3 separate regions of the Gossypium arboreum genome follow, and regions 2 and 3 are each linked to region 1. The links are chromatin contacts, called in public Hi-C maps. All regions are on one chromosome and are shown on one strand. Each heading gives the region's core, a stretch centred on a gene start, on an enhancer-like site or on the middle of the called end of the contact. The rest is flanking DNA. Distances are from core to core; before and after follow the strand shown.

Region 1 (4,119 bases), core at 544-3,043:
TGAGAACAATTATCATCAAAACTTCTGTGAAGTAACAATATCATGATGCATAAGCACTAAATCAGTAAAATATTCAGTAATGGTGTCATTTATCAAGGTCTACAAGCTTTTAAGCACATCAAGTGACCACAAAAGGAATTACATGAGTAGTACTCACATCAGAAGGGTCCAAAATCAAGAGATTGAACTGATTTGTCCCATTCTTTTGATGTTTAACCTGAATCCCAATGATTGTTCTTGAATGTCCATCGTGTTGGAAGTATAAAGGCCTACCCATAAAAGCTAAGGTAAAGACAGAATCATTGAATGTAATAAGAAACATACCTTTCTGTATCATAATAAAATTATGACAAAATATGGATAGAAACACAATAAGATGCCTTTGATGCACACCTCAGAATAAAAAGGAAGGTCAAATAAATAAATATAGGTATAGCCAGCAATGTTGATGGTTACTTACGCTCTATCACTCACTACAACTTGACTGGAGCCAGAAATGGTTAACCCTTTATCTGAAAAGTAATTCCACACCCAATCAATCAGAACCTGAGGTCCTTCACTTTTCCCTTTAGAATTATCACTCTTCCCATTATGCAAAGAGTGACAAAAATGCCTTCCCTTATTCAAACCCTGCTGGCGATGAACATATTTATCCATAGGTCCAGAAACTCGAACTGCATTCCTTTGCTTAACTGGTTGTCCAAGAGTAGAACCAGGAACAGAAAGATAGAGCAGTTCAGATTCCTTAGGACCAAAATCAACCACCCTAGCACGAAGACCAAATGAACGAAAAAGAGAAGCACATTCAGTAGTCCCAATCCTGTGATTGGTACCATATATTTTGCAGTTAAAATGTTGGGCACCAGGTGGATCAAATCCACTTTCCCAAGCAATCTCAAGCCAACGCTGGAGGAAAGCGATATCAGGAACAAAACCTGACTCACCAAACAGGACTTTTCTAGCTTCCTTCCTGTGAGCAAGCAAATGAGAGCTTAGCATTTGAATGTTACGCCATCCACAACCCCAACCAACATCGACGGACGGAAGACTTTGGAAGTGATCCACGTAGCCAGACAATATGGTTACAGATGAGTTGTGTCGAGCTTCTAGTTCTAGACAATTTCTCAGCAAGGAAATCAAACCATCCTTGACGTGGTAAAAATTGCTCCTTGTTTGTAAACCAATCAAAGAAGAAATGCTAACAACGTCAGTGGAGCCTGAAGAAGAGGCAATTTGAATTTGATTACCCAATTCCATGTCATTAGCTTCCTTATCCTCATCCTCGAAGTGACTGTTGGCGTGCCTGTATCAAATGATTACTACCATTACTTTGATCCAAAATCACAAATAGAACTAGAAAAAAAGTCGAAAAAAGAGCACACCATTGGAGTTCTGAGGAGGGAACGCTAAGGTGACAAAAGGGACAAACGGAAGATTCCATAGACCAGACCTCACTACGACTTCAATGATGAAGAGTTTCAAAGGTTTGTCTTTTTTGTAACTTATTTCTTTCTAAAGTTTCGTTGAAAATCTGAATCTTCCGGTCATCGAAAGTTTTCTGATGAATAATAGCAATAAAATAAGAAACGAATAAACTGGGTACCGGACGCTATGATGAAAGAAAGATGCGGTTATGGGAATTGAAAGAAAGATGCGGTTATGGGAATCGAGACGCTAACCTCAAAAGGCAGAATGAGAAGTGGAGGCAGAGGTGAGAGGTGATCAGAATGACACCGACGATTTGCCTCCTACGTTGCGCGTTTTGTATTGTTTGATTTGAGTTGGGGAAGGATGTGGAAACACGGAAAATTCAAAATTTGAATGAGAGCTGGGAAAGAGATTTGGATTAATTTCTTATTTAGTCCCTAAAATATACTATCCTTTTCAATTTAGTCCTTAAAGTTTTTCTTGACGTTTTTTTAGTGCCTAAGTTTTTCAGCGGTTCACTGATTCAGTCGTTTGGGTGATCAGTAGAAAGAAATATTAAAATATTATAGAAATTATAAAAATGGTCCTCCATCCATTTTGCCTTTAAATTCTACCTCCTAGTTTCCATGATAGGAACAGTTCCATTTGATGAGGTCTTCGCTGAACCAGCAATGGGTGGGACTGTAATTTGGCATTTGAATCAAATATTATTTTTTGGTTGGGATGAAACATAATCTAGTTTTTTTTTATAATATGAGTTAATTGTATTATTTAATAGTTAAAGCATAATAATGAACAAATTAAATTTTAAAAATTCGTCAGAGAAAATATAAATAAATATTTGAAATCCATGTGAAGCTAAATAATGTTGGAATTTTAGTTAAATAAGAAACTCAAGTTATATATTACATTCACCACTTTAAATAATTGTGTTTTTGGGATGGGAGACCACATAATTTGAATTCTGTCAAAATGAATATTCGACAAAAATTTGAATTATCGCTCTATACAAGTCAAGTTTAAATAATCATGTTTTTAAATTCTTTAGAATATAAATATATTATCTTATCAGTTAATTTAAATTATAATTATAAATTAAAATTTTAATTATGGAATCTTTTATATTTTTATATTTCGTTAAAAACTATTCGAGATAAATATTAGTTGTCCAAATATCATCACTTAAAGTTGTCCATGAGTCAATCTGTTAAACTGTACATATTAATTTTAATCTTAAACCTTATAATATATATCAATTTAATTAATAATATAAATTTATACAATTTATAAGATAAAAGGTATAATGTTTTGAAATAAAATAGATGTAGAATAATTATGTTACAAAAATTTAAATCTCATTTTATTAAACATAAACTAAATAATTTTTTAAGGATAAAACATAATTCTTTATAAGTTAGCAACATCATTCATAATGGCTTGGTGAATATGAGAGAGATAGTCATCTATCTAATATAAATCAACAAGTACATTGAAACTAAGGGTGCTAAAAAATACTTGACTCGTTGATCCGATAAAAAATTAAATAGGTATTTTTTTTTTTAAACAAAATTTCCAGGCCAAGTAATTATTTACATTTGATTCCTAATTTTTTACCCTAATTACTAACAGTATGATTGGTTGACTGTAATACTAAACTATTATAGTTGAATTCAGTGGCCCATTCCTATTCCATTGTTTGGTTAGCTGTAATGGGCTATTACAGCCCTATTCTATACAGCCTTATTCAAGGCAAAACTGTCGTTTACCATTCCGCACTCTACCCATGGAATACCTGTGTGTGAGTTTCAACTTTACCCTTCTCCCTCTTTTTCATTCTCATGTATGAAGCATCTTCTTTTTTTCATTCTTTTTTCCATTTCCTTACAACCTTCTCTCTCTCTTTCATTCTCTCGTCTGAAGCATCTTCTGTTTTTCAATTCTTCTTCCCATTTCCTTCCAACCTTCTCCCTCTTTTTCATGCTTCTATCCTGACCAACCCTTTGACAAACCCTATAAGTTTTGTCCATCTTCTCCGTCATTTAAAATCTCGTTCCCCATTGACACCTCTGCTTTTCGCATCATCAGCCATGGTAAGCAAAACCCTTAGATTATTTAAAATAATATTTTTTTTCTACATTTTTAGATTTTCTTTTATATATACAAAACTATTTGAGGATACTTTATACATTCATCTTGATTCATTTTAATTTACTTGGGCAATTTTTGTTTGGCTGTCAAGAAAACGAGTGTGAGATCAGGGAGAAGGATGGCATTAATTTTTTTTTTATGTTTGTTTTTGCTTATTATGATCAGTTTAATTGAGCAAAACACTTGATTTCGAGATCAATAGCTTAAACATTGAAGAAAATTCAAATGGAATGTAAACTAATAAACTATTAATAGATGCTTAGAGCAATGCTTTTTTCTTTTCACATCTAAGATTATGTGTAAATCTTAGTGTTATTTAGTATGGTAACCTAGGCTAAATTACAATTTTATCATTTTTATGAGAGCTAAAATGCAATATTATTATTTTTAGATTTTCCTTGATATATACATGAAACTATTTGAAGAAGCTTTAGACTTTTATTTCGATGCATTTGAATTTACTTGGAAAAGTCCTGTTTGGTTGCCGAGAAAACGAGGATGTATCGGAGAGAAAAGTGTTTTTTTTATGTCATTTTGTAAGCT
Region 2 (4,448 bases), core at 1,419-3,918, 320 kb after region 1:
CAGTAGCCTCTTCTCTGGCCCGGATTGCGTAAGCTTGGGCTAGCGCATGACCTTTCGATCTCGCAGTCACCTTGTGTGTTGTGTTGCTACTAGCTCCCACATTATTTCCATGTCCCTATTTCCTACATCTCTGCGAAATGGTTGTTGGTTTGGTAACCTGTTCTAAGCTAATCTCAATCTTATGTGGGCAATCATTCAGATAATGTTTCGCTAAACCATATAAAAAACAAGACCCACTCTTCAATCAACATTCACCAAAATGGTTTTTACCGCAATGTTCACATACGGGCTTATCCACATTCTTGATACTACCTACACTAGTGACGAATGTAGTTTGAGGTCTCGAATTATTATGTTGTGATCGATCTCTCTCTGGATATCCAAAAGGAGGAATGAACCTATTTGGAACAACTTTAGACTTTTTTGGTAGAGTGGGAAAAGATCTAGACGTACTTTGCTTGCCTGAGTCTCAATGTTTATTTCAACTCGCTTCTTTACGTTACATATATCTTCCATTTTCTATACTCTATCATCTAAAGCAACAAATTCTTTAGTTTCAAGAGCTCCAACCAACATTTGAATTTCTAAATTCAAACCCCAATCAAAGTTAGTGTAAATTTAAGCTTCTGTGGGAACTATTTCTCGAGCATATTTACCGAGTCAAACAAATTCTCTCTCATACTTAACGACTGATTTGTTTCTTTGTTTTAACTTGATAATCTCTCTTTTTTTCTTTTCCAAATACCACAAACTGATATATTTCTTTTGAAATTCAGTTTGGAAAAAAGTCTCAGTTTATTCTTTCTTTTAGAACCATTGTGATCAATGTAGTCCACCACTGATAAGCCTCATCTTTCAATAATGAGACGACACACTCAAATAGTCATTTGGCAAACAGATCATCTCGTCGAAAGCTCATTGTGTGTTTTCAAATCAATACTCAGTTTTAGTTGGATTATCATATCATTTCCCTTGGAATTCCTTAGCTCTACATTTTTGGATTTTATCGATTGGGGGTTTGTAAACATTTACCAATTTAAATCTTGAGACGTGGGGGTGTTGGGAGTGGCACAGTAGGGGGTGGATGTTGCAGAGCCACTGGGTGAGTTCACAGGAAATTCGAATACCACCATTCATCATTTGAAATAAGGCACCATGCGTCACACTTCCATGCCTTTGAGTCTAGGGCACACTCTAAGCGGCTCATTGCTTAGGAGTTGGAACATTACTATCTATTTTATTAGGTGCAGCGTGATTAAACTCAGCTAAAATCTTTTATCTATAAAAAAAACCAAAATCAAATCGGATCTGAAGGCATCACATAATCACCGGTTATAAGTGACATGTATTTCTAGACTCGTACGCACTATGTTTCAGTCTTAGAATCCACTAAACCGTAGCTTTGATACCATTAAATGTAACACCCATAACCCGGTCTTGTGACCGAACCCAAGCTACAAGATATTACCAAGCAGTGAGTTAGGTCGCGATCTTCAATCAATTAACATTACGATCTCCAACCTTAGTGACTTTATGCTATCTCAGTCCCTTACATCGTGGCATGACTCTCTGTTCAAGAACCTTCAAACCGTTGTGCACTTTAGCATTCTACACACCTACACATTCACAAGTGCACCTTTAAGCATAATCTATTAACAAAAGTATAGAATAAGATCAAAGTGCTAAAAATGACACAAAAACAGAAACATACTTACAAATGACCTAAAACACAATTTAATCCTAAAACGACTTGATTTTACTCAAAAGTAAACTAAAATAAGCGTAGAAGGATTGTGATTGCATACACCTAATTACACCTATCAATTACAATATTTCTCTTAAACAACTTTGTAAACCTAATGTCTAAAATAAACTAATATGTAAACATTAAAGAAGTCTATATATTCAAAATAAAAAGCTTAGATCATTTATACAATGATAGCTTATTTCGCATATAAGCTAACATCAATGTTGTAAAACGAGAATGGAGGTTAAATTGATTGAATAAGACCTCGATTCCAATTTAACCATACAATTCAATTACACTGAAAAATTAAAAGAAATAAATTAATATTTATTAAAAATCCATAGAAATTAAAAATATATATTACTTTTTTAAAAAAAGAAAAATTATATATAAAAATCAAAGATAAAACTGAACCAAAAATAATGAAAAAAATCAATTTTAAAATAAAAATAATAAGAAAAATATGATTTTCTTATTTTTTTCTCAAACTTCAATTTCCAAAACTATATGCACATTGTAGTTTAACATATTAATCGGATTGATAGACGTAAAGTTGGCTAGTAAAAGGGAGCAGCAACTTTAGAGTGTTGAGGAAAAAGCAAATGGACAAGAAGAGCGTCCAAAGTAGGATTTTGAGCAAAAACAATGGAAGTTCGTGTATGTTGAGAAGCAAGTCCGATATAGCACTATTGATTGGCATGTTATTATGGGTTTGCTGCATCTGTCAATGTATGTATCTGGTAAACAAAAAGAAAAAAGGTTTCACCTGGATTGAATATCATGTAACTGGTCAAATTCCCTCGCCCCAAACTCTCCTCCACAGAGCCCAATAAAGCCCAGTGTAAATAAAGCCCTAACTCAAAAACTCTGTATCAATCCTCAAATCGAATCTGTATCTGTAGGGTATTGGGCCTAGAACTCCATAAGCCCCCTTCCGTTTCTCTTGTTCCTTCTTTCCCTCTCCTTCCATTTTCATTTCTACCATTTCTTTTTCTCTGCTACTCATCACTTTCAATTTTCCTTTCTTCTTCTGTTTCTTTTTTTTTTTACTTCTCTTTGATCTATTCTACACCCGGCACCGTTGCATTACTCTTAATTTGTTTGGTTCAGCTACCCAGTGCATAATTAGGCTTTTAGGGTTTCTCTGTTCACATTTTCTTTGGATTTTGTTTTGTGTTTTCGCAGCTTATAAGTGCTGCTGAGTTATAAATTTGTATAATCTAATATCAGGGAAGAATAATTGGTGCGGAATGAACAATTCCAGGGAAGATTCTCCAGATTGGCTGCGCTCTTTTCAGGTATATTTACCCTGCTTTCTCTAGCTTCTAAAATGTTTTTATTTGTTTGACACTCTGCACCATGCTTTTTCCCCATTATTTTCATGGCTAAAGTTTAACGTTTAATCAGATTGTTCTCTTTTCTTTTTGTAACCGTATAGCAGTTAGCCAGCTGTTGCACCTTTACATTGTTTTCTTACTGGTTTGCGAGAATTTACCTTGTTTTTAGGCACCGACTTCTACGCTGACATTATCTTCGGATTCCAATTCTTCTCCAAATGGTAGCCCGCGTAGGGTTGATAAAACTGATGCTGATGATGAAGACACATTGGAAAAGAGAAACCACGATAAAGTAAATCAAAAGCCTTCTGGAAAGAAGGAAAACGACGCCTTCAAGGACTCTGAAGGTAGAAAAGGAGTAATTCTCCTATGATAGTTAGGAACTGACGCAAGGGTTGTTTCCAAATAACTGAAATGATGCTTTAATGAATTGTTTAAAGTATATAATATTTCAGCTTCTGATTTCTGAACCCTTTCTTTGATTTTGACCTCGTTATTTACAACTTGTGCAATATGAACTTTTAGCAATGATGCAGGGAGTGAGGAGGATGGAAAGGTCGCTGCGGAAGAAATGTCTGAGAAACACTTGGGATCTCATGTACGGTATCACATTATATTGCCTTGGGATTGCCTAAATCTGGGTTCTCCTTTATTATTGCATTTCATGGTTTATCAAAAATGTCATCAAACTTAAAAAATTGATTTTAGATATCGTTTTGGAATTTATGAAAATAAAGACATTTTGCTTTGGAAAGAATCATTTCATCGTAGAACAAAACCATTTTCATTTATTTAACAGTATGATAAAAGTTTTATAATGTAAATTTTACTTCATATGTTTGAGACGTTTACTACAGAAAGATATCCAACGTGGTATGAATCTGATTAGATTGGAGGACCACTGTTAATATTGAAGCTGATGAAAGTGGTTAGATGTTGAACAGGCAGTAAATCATTCGATATGGACGTTATCATCCGATTCTGAGTCTTCTCCTGGCCATTCTCCTCAAGGGAAGCAGAAAGTGTCTCTATCTCAAGAGAGTGGAGAGGCAAGTGATCCAGTTCTGACTGGCAGGGCCAACAGGTCTCCACTAAAGAAGACTTCTAAAGGAAAATCTCCAAAGAAGGGGGTAAAAGCAAGGGGTCAGACTCCCAAAAAGGAGAAGAATGTGAAAGATGATGCGAAGATAACAGGTATGATACTGAATTTGTAATGTAAAGTTTGATTTTAATGTTTATTGGGTTTGGCTAGCTTAAAACATTCAATAGCTGATGCAAAGGATACTATGCGATCAAGCTACTTAATTTATTTCATGCAATGTTGGGTTATGTTAACAGAAAATGATGTTAATGTGGAAACTGCC
Region 3 (4,744 bases), core at 303-2,802, 490 kb after region 1:
AACAATTAGAATAAACATAAATAACCAAGGAGTAGATAGATGAAAATCTTTAGAATAAAACTCTTATTACAGACCTAGAAGCACCATAGTTTGATAAATCAAGGTAGATCAGTTGGAGAAAAAGTGAAGTAAATTTGATTTCTCAAAATTAAGCTAGGAAAGGGCTACATAGCATAAGAGAAGGTAAGAAATAAAAATGTTCTTCCTACAGGCAGGTAGAACTATCTACCATCATCAGGTCTTTCATCCATTTATCCATATTTGTCCCATGAAATAAGTTCCAATGGGAACTAGATAAGTGAAACAAGATAAAAAGTCCTTAAGGTTAAGAATAGGATGTGGTATATGTAATCTAAATTCGAAACTAGTCTAGCTCAAGTCCATGCCATCTCCAACTTGGCTGCAGATGGGACTAACAGCAGAGAAAGATCTCTCAAAAGGAGAAGGACGAATCTGCGCATCACGTCTGCGCTTAAAACCACAGCTATCAGAGGGTGGGGAATTGTCAGCATCAAGCTTCCTCCTGACGCCTCTGATCACCTGTTCCTCAGCTTGAGAAAGCGGAAAGACCTGGCCGCTTGCCCGGCAAAGGGAACTATGGTTATCATACAAAATTCTCTGGTTACAGTTCTTGTCACAGATATGTGTGATTCCTGTTAGTTTGCAGCGATACATGTTGCCACAAACATGTTCATTTTGGCATTTACAATCGCATTTGTGAACAGGAAAAGGCCCGTCACGGCCTAGAATAGTAGACAAATAAATAACATTTGCAGGGGCAGCAGCCATGGTTTTGCCGTATACCTCCATTGCCTTTGAGACCAAAAAAGTTTTTTATCTACGGTGAAATTCCAAGAGCTTCAAACCGTGTAGAACTCAAACGTTCTTCTGCAGAACCCAACATAATATCAAAAATTGAGTCAAAATTTTGATATTTTTTGGCTGGGTTCTCTTCTGATGCAAGCTAACTACAATTTTTTTTTTTTTTGGGGGGGGTTCAAAATCCTACTCTAAAAATGTAGTCATGCATGGGAAGGAAATTATAAAACGACCAAACCCAGCTGAAGATCAAAGATTTAAAGAACTAGCCCATCACGTATACACATGATCAAATCACAAACGGATCCTAATCCTCAAACCAGGACATAATAGGTAAAAGAAAAAGAAACAAACCTGGCGCCGGAACAGTGAGGAACCAAGAAAAAGTAGAGAAGTCTGTGTCAACAAGAAGAAATGGGGAAAAGGAGGAGAGGGTGGGGAAAGCATATATAAAGGAATGGGTAAGTGGAAAGTGGATTAAATTAGGGAGCCGAAGAATGGGGATTGGGGGTTGACGCGGCGCGCCCTTAGTAAAAATCCAACCAAAAATCAAAGCATTTAGGAGGAGTTTTGGTTTTGGACATAACACGTCCGCTAAAGGACGTATAAGTTCTAACAGAGTGGGTAGTTTTGGGATTTGCTGTTTGGTGTGGGGGCCAAACAAATTTCACATGTAATTTCACACTGTACCAACGACCAATTGAAAAAACAAAAAACAGAAACTTCAAATCACTGTCACCTTTGAATTTGTCTCTGCCCTTTACCCTTTATTTCTCCTTCCAGTTTTCCCTTTTTCTACTTAACTATTGCCACGTGTCAAACATTTTCCTGCACTAAATTACCAAATAAAACTATTTTCTTTTTAAAATTAAAAAAATAGTCTGAATTTTAAAAAATTTACGAGAATAAATTAATTCTGATAAACTGTTTTGCATTTTTAATATATTGATAAAAAAGCTTTTCACCAAGTCAACACTAAAAGTGGCAACACTATTTTTTTTTTGGTGTAACCTATTAATATAAAAATAAAACTTACAAAATAAGTTTTTATATAGACTTAAAGTCTTATTTTTTTTATTTTCTTAAACAATTTGGGATATGAGATATGTGTACATATCAGGGGCGAAACCAGGGGGGGCAGGCATGGGCCCCGGCCCCCCTAAAATGGGAAATTTTCATTTAGGCCCTTTAGATTTTTTTAAAATTTTAAATTAGTAAAGGTAAAATTGTACTTTGGCCCTCCCTAAAATTATAAAAATTTAATTTAATCCTTTAAAAATTATAAATATATGGACTATAAAAAATTAAAATTTCCTTCTACCCAAAATTTTTTTTTTCTTTCATACAGTACATATAGACTCACAAATAAGTTTGCAGCTTGTTCCTAGACAACGCTTGGATTACTTCCTCTTTAAATAACAACATAAGATTAAAGACTACACTATATTTTATAATTTTTTAATTATAGAGTTTAAAATTTTATTGATAATGTAACAAATGTTTTTCTTTTATGTTTTAGTTTTTTTTGAAAAATATTTACATGTTGATAGTTGTATTTATAGTTTGCATAATTTGTTATTATGGTTTATTTTGAATAAAATTTTGTTTAAAGTGATGTGTTGAAATTCATTACAATTTTATTTATAATGTCAATTCATAATATTATTTTTATTTGTTTAGAGTATTGTAAATTTTATATATTCTACATATTAATAATTCATTTATATAGATATTAACACATGTATTAATATTGTATTCCATCATTTTATTGTTTAATAATTTGATATAGAGATTTAGTTTTAACTTTAATTCATTTTCTTAAAACTAATACACATGGCTTAAACGTTATATAAATATAACTAATATAATATTATATACAAAACTTTAATCTAATTTTTTGTGATGTTAGATCAACAAATTGGTAATGCAATTTTCAAATGATCACTTAAACACATTTGCTAAGTATTTATATCACCATTCTTTTGAAAGGTATGAGTGAAGAAAGATTTTGGGGAAATATATTTTGATCTCTTCAAGAGTTTCAACAATAATCATAGCAAACTTTGATTAGTAAATTAACCTAAACATGTCCTTAGTCTACTCAGAAATGAGCAAATTGATTGAAAGACTAATATGTCGTTTATCGACTCCAATTAAATGAGCAAACTGATTGAAAGACTAATATGTCGTTTATCGACTCCAATTGGGGAGATGTTTTTTTCTTGAGTATCAGAGCGGATGACTCCTAGAAAATAGAGACATAGATGTGACTAACTGGATTGACAATACATCGGATATGACCAAGTAGAGTAGATCCTGAATCCGTTTATTGATTTATTCACTTGTGATGTTCGTAGTGTGGCATACTTTAATCCTAAATGGATGGTGGACTATGTATGCGCTACTCGTATACTTTGATATAAGTAAAAGCTTGAGTTCAAATAGATAATGAACTGAAAGCTGGTGTGTTAGGTATATAACTTTTGCAGTATGTAGCACCATTCACAATTGTGAAATTCAGGGCCCAAGAAATGGGTAAATGATACCCTCTCATCGAAATTACATGATAGATGAAAAGTAAACGTGACCATAGGTCGTTTGTCTTTATAATGAATGACTTGGTTACTATTTGATAGTGATTGATTTTCATAAAAAAAGATGTAGTGGTTACCATGAGATAAAATAGGATCATATTAGGAGAACAAAGTTATCCTAAAGAGATTAAGGATATCCTATGAGAGTAACACGCTTATGGCAAGGTCATTAGACGAGCACTGGTTGAGTAGCTTTCGTAATGGTATGTAATTGAGGAGAGCTCAGTCATGATACTATAGTGAAACGATTTTGTGACTAAATGGGTTTATAATTAATATGCGAAAACTTAAAATTTAATTATAAATCATTTGATCCTTGATTACATATGTTGAATTGGTCCTTCCGCTAGCTCGTTGAAACCAGAAATGAATTGCATTTAGAATCAAATTAACAGAAATAGATAGAAATGATAAAGTTAGAGAAAGATTATTTTCGAAAATGAATGTGGTTTTTTCACTAAGTATGGAAATGACCTAAGATTTAATTTAAGTTTTTCAAATTATTATTTAATAATTAAAGTTTGAAAATGGAATTAAATTAAATGGTCATTGTGAATCTGTTGAATATGAAAATTAAATGTCACACCTAGTTTCTATTAAAATCTAAAATTAATGAAGAATTGAGAGTTAATTAAAAGAGAGAGAGTAAGTTCAACGGACTCTACTGAAAATCTAGAAATTTTAATGGTTAAATGGTAAATAGTTGGGTCTCAATTCTAGTTCAGTTAAGTTGGAACCGATTGGTTCCTTAGTGGGAAGCTGCATGATTATTGCTGGAGGGTTATTTAGGGCTTTGGTGATCGTGTGACATCTGGAATTAGGGCCTAGTCAGAATAGTAGTTTTGAGACCACAAATCTGAGATAAAAATAATTATTTTATGATCCTTATGAGGTCTATGATATGAATGCGTGCTTGTGTGAAAGTTTCATGAAGAAATTCTATGCATAAAATGTCTAATTTAATTTTAGGGACCAAATTGAACAAAATACAAAACTTGCATTCTAGAAGCTCTAAGCATGAAATTGCTTTAGATTATGAATTAGAGGGTCTTAATTAGCAATTTGACCAATTTCTATAATTTTGGACAAAAATGGATTGCATAGGAAAAATTTGAAAGAAAAAACCTAAGGGCATTTTGGTAATTTGGTAATTAAATGAAATAAAAAGGGAAAAATCAAGTGAAAATGTTATTCATCTTCCTCCTTAGCTGCCAAAATTTGTGGAGAACCATAACTAGGGTTTTTAAACTTTTCAAGCTTGGGGGTAAGTCCGTTCTAGCCCCGTTTTTAATGTTCTTTACATTTTTGAAATCCTCGTAACATGATGTACC

What was found. Hi-C and Micro-C count contacts between places; a contact is called where the count stands out from the background.
Region 2: a Hi-C map of leaf shows a contact between it and region 1, with 4 times the contacts expected there. The contact joins the promoter of LOC108467751 here to the promoter of LOC108464875 in region 1. A contact is called at or near these places in 3 of 5 Hi-C or Micro-C datasets (all in leaf).
Region 3: a Hi-C map of leaf shows a contact between it and region 1, with 4 times the contacts expected there. The contact joins the promoter of LOC108470258 here to the promoter of LOC108464875 in region 1. A contact is called at or near these places in 2 of 5 Hi-C or Micro-C datasets (both in leaf).

Annotation. Positions count from the first base shown.
Region 1 is chr8:55,474,658-55,478,776 of ASM2569848v2, forward strand. LOC108464875 reads right to left here and starts at 1,794. Exons shown (of 5, transcript XM_017765151.2): 1 at 1,680-1,794; 2 at 1,383-1,558; 3 at 461-1,303. The coding sequence starts at 1,441. LOC108464873 (a long non-coding RNA gene) reads left to right here and starts at 3,171. Exons shown (of 2, transcript XR_001868365.2): 1 at 3,171-4,119.
Region 2 is chr8:55,792,592-55,797,039 of ASM2569848v2, forward strand. LOC108467751 (DNA-binding protein BIN4) reads left to right here and starts at 2,669. Exons shown (of 12, transcript XM_017768505.2): 1 at 2,669-3,045; 2 at 3,254-3,431; 3 at 3,621-3,682; 4 at 4,029-4,278; 5 at 4,423-4,448. The coding sequence starts at 2,998.
Region 3 is chr8:55,960,555-55,965,298 of ASM2569848v2, forward strand. It overlaps LOC108470258, which reads right to left and starts at 1,553. Exons shown (of 2, transcript XR_008269649.1): 1 at 1,174-1,553.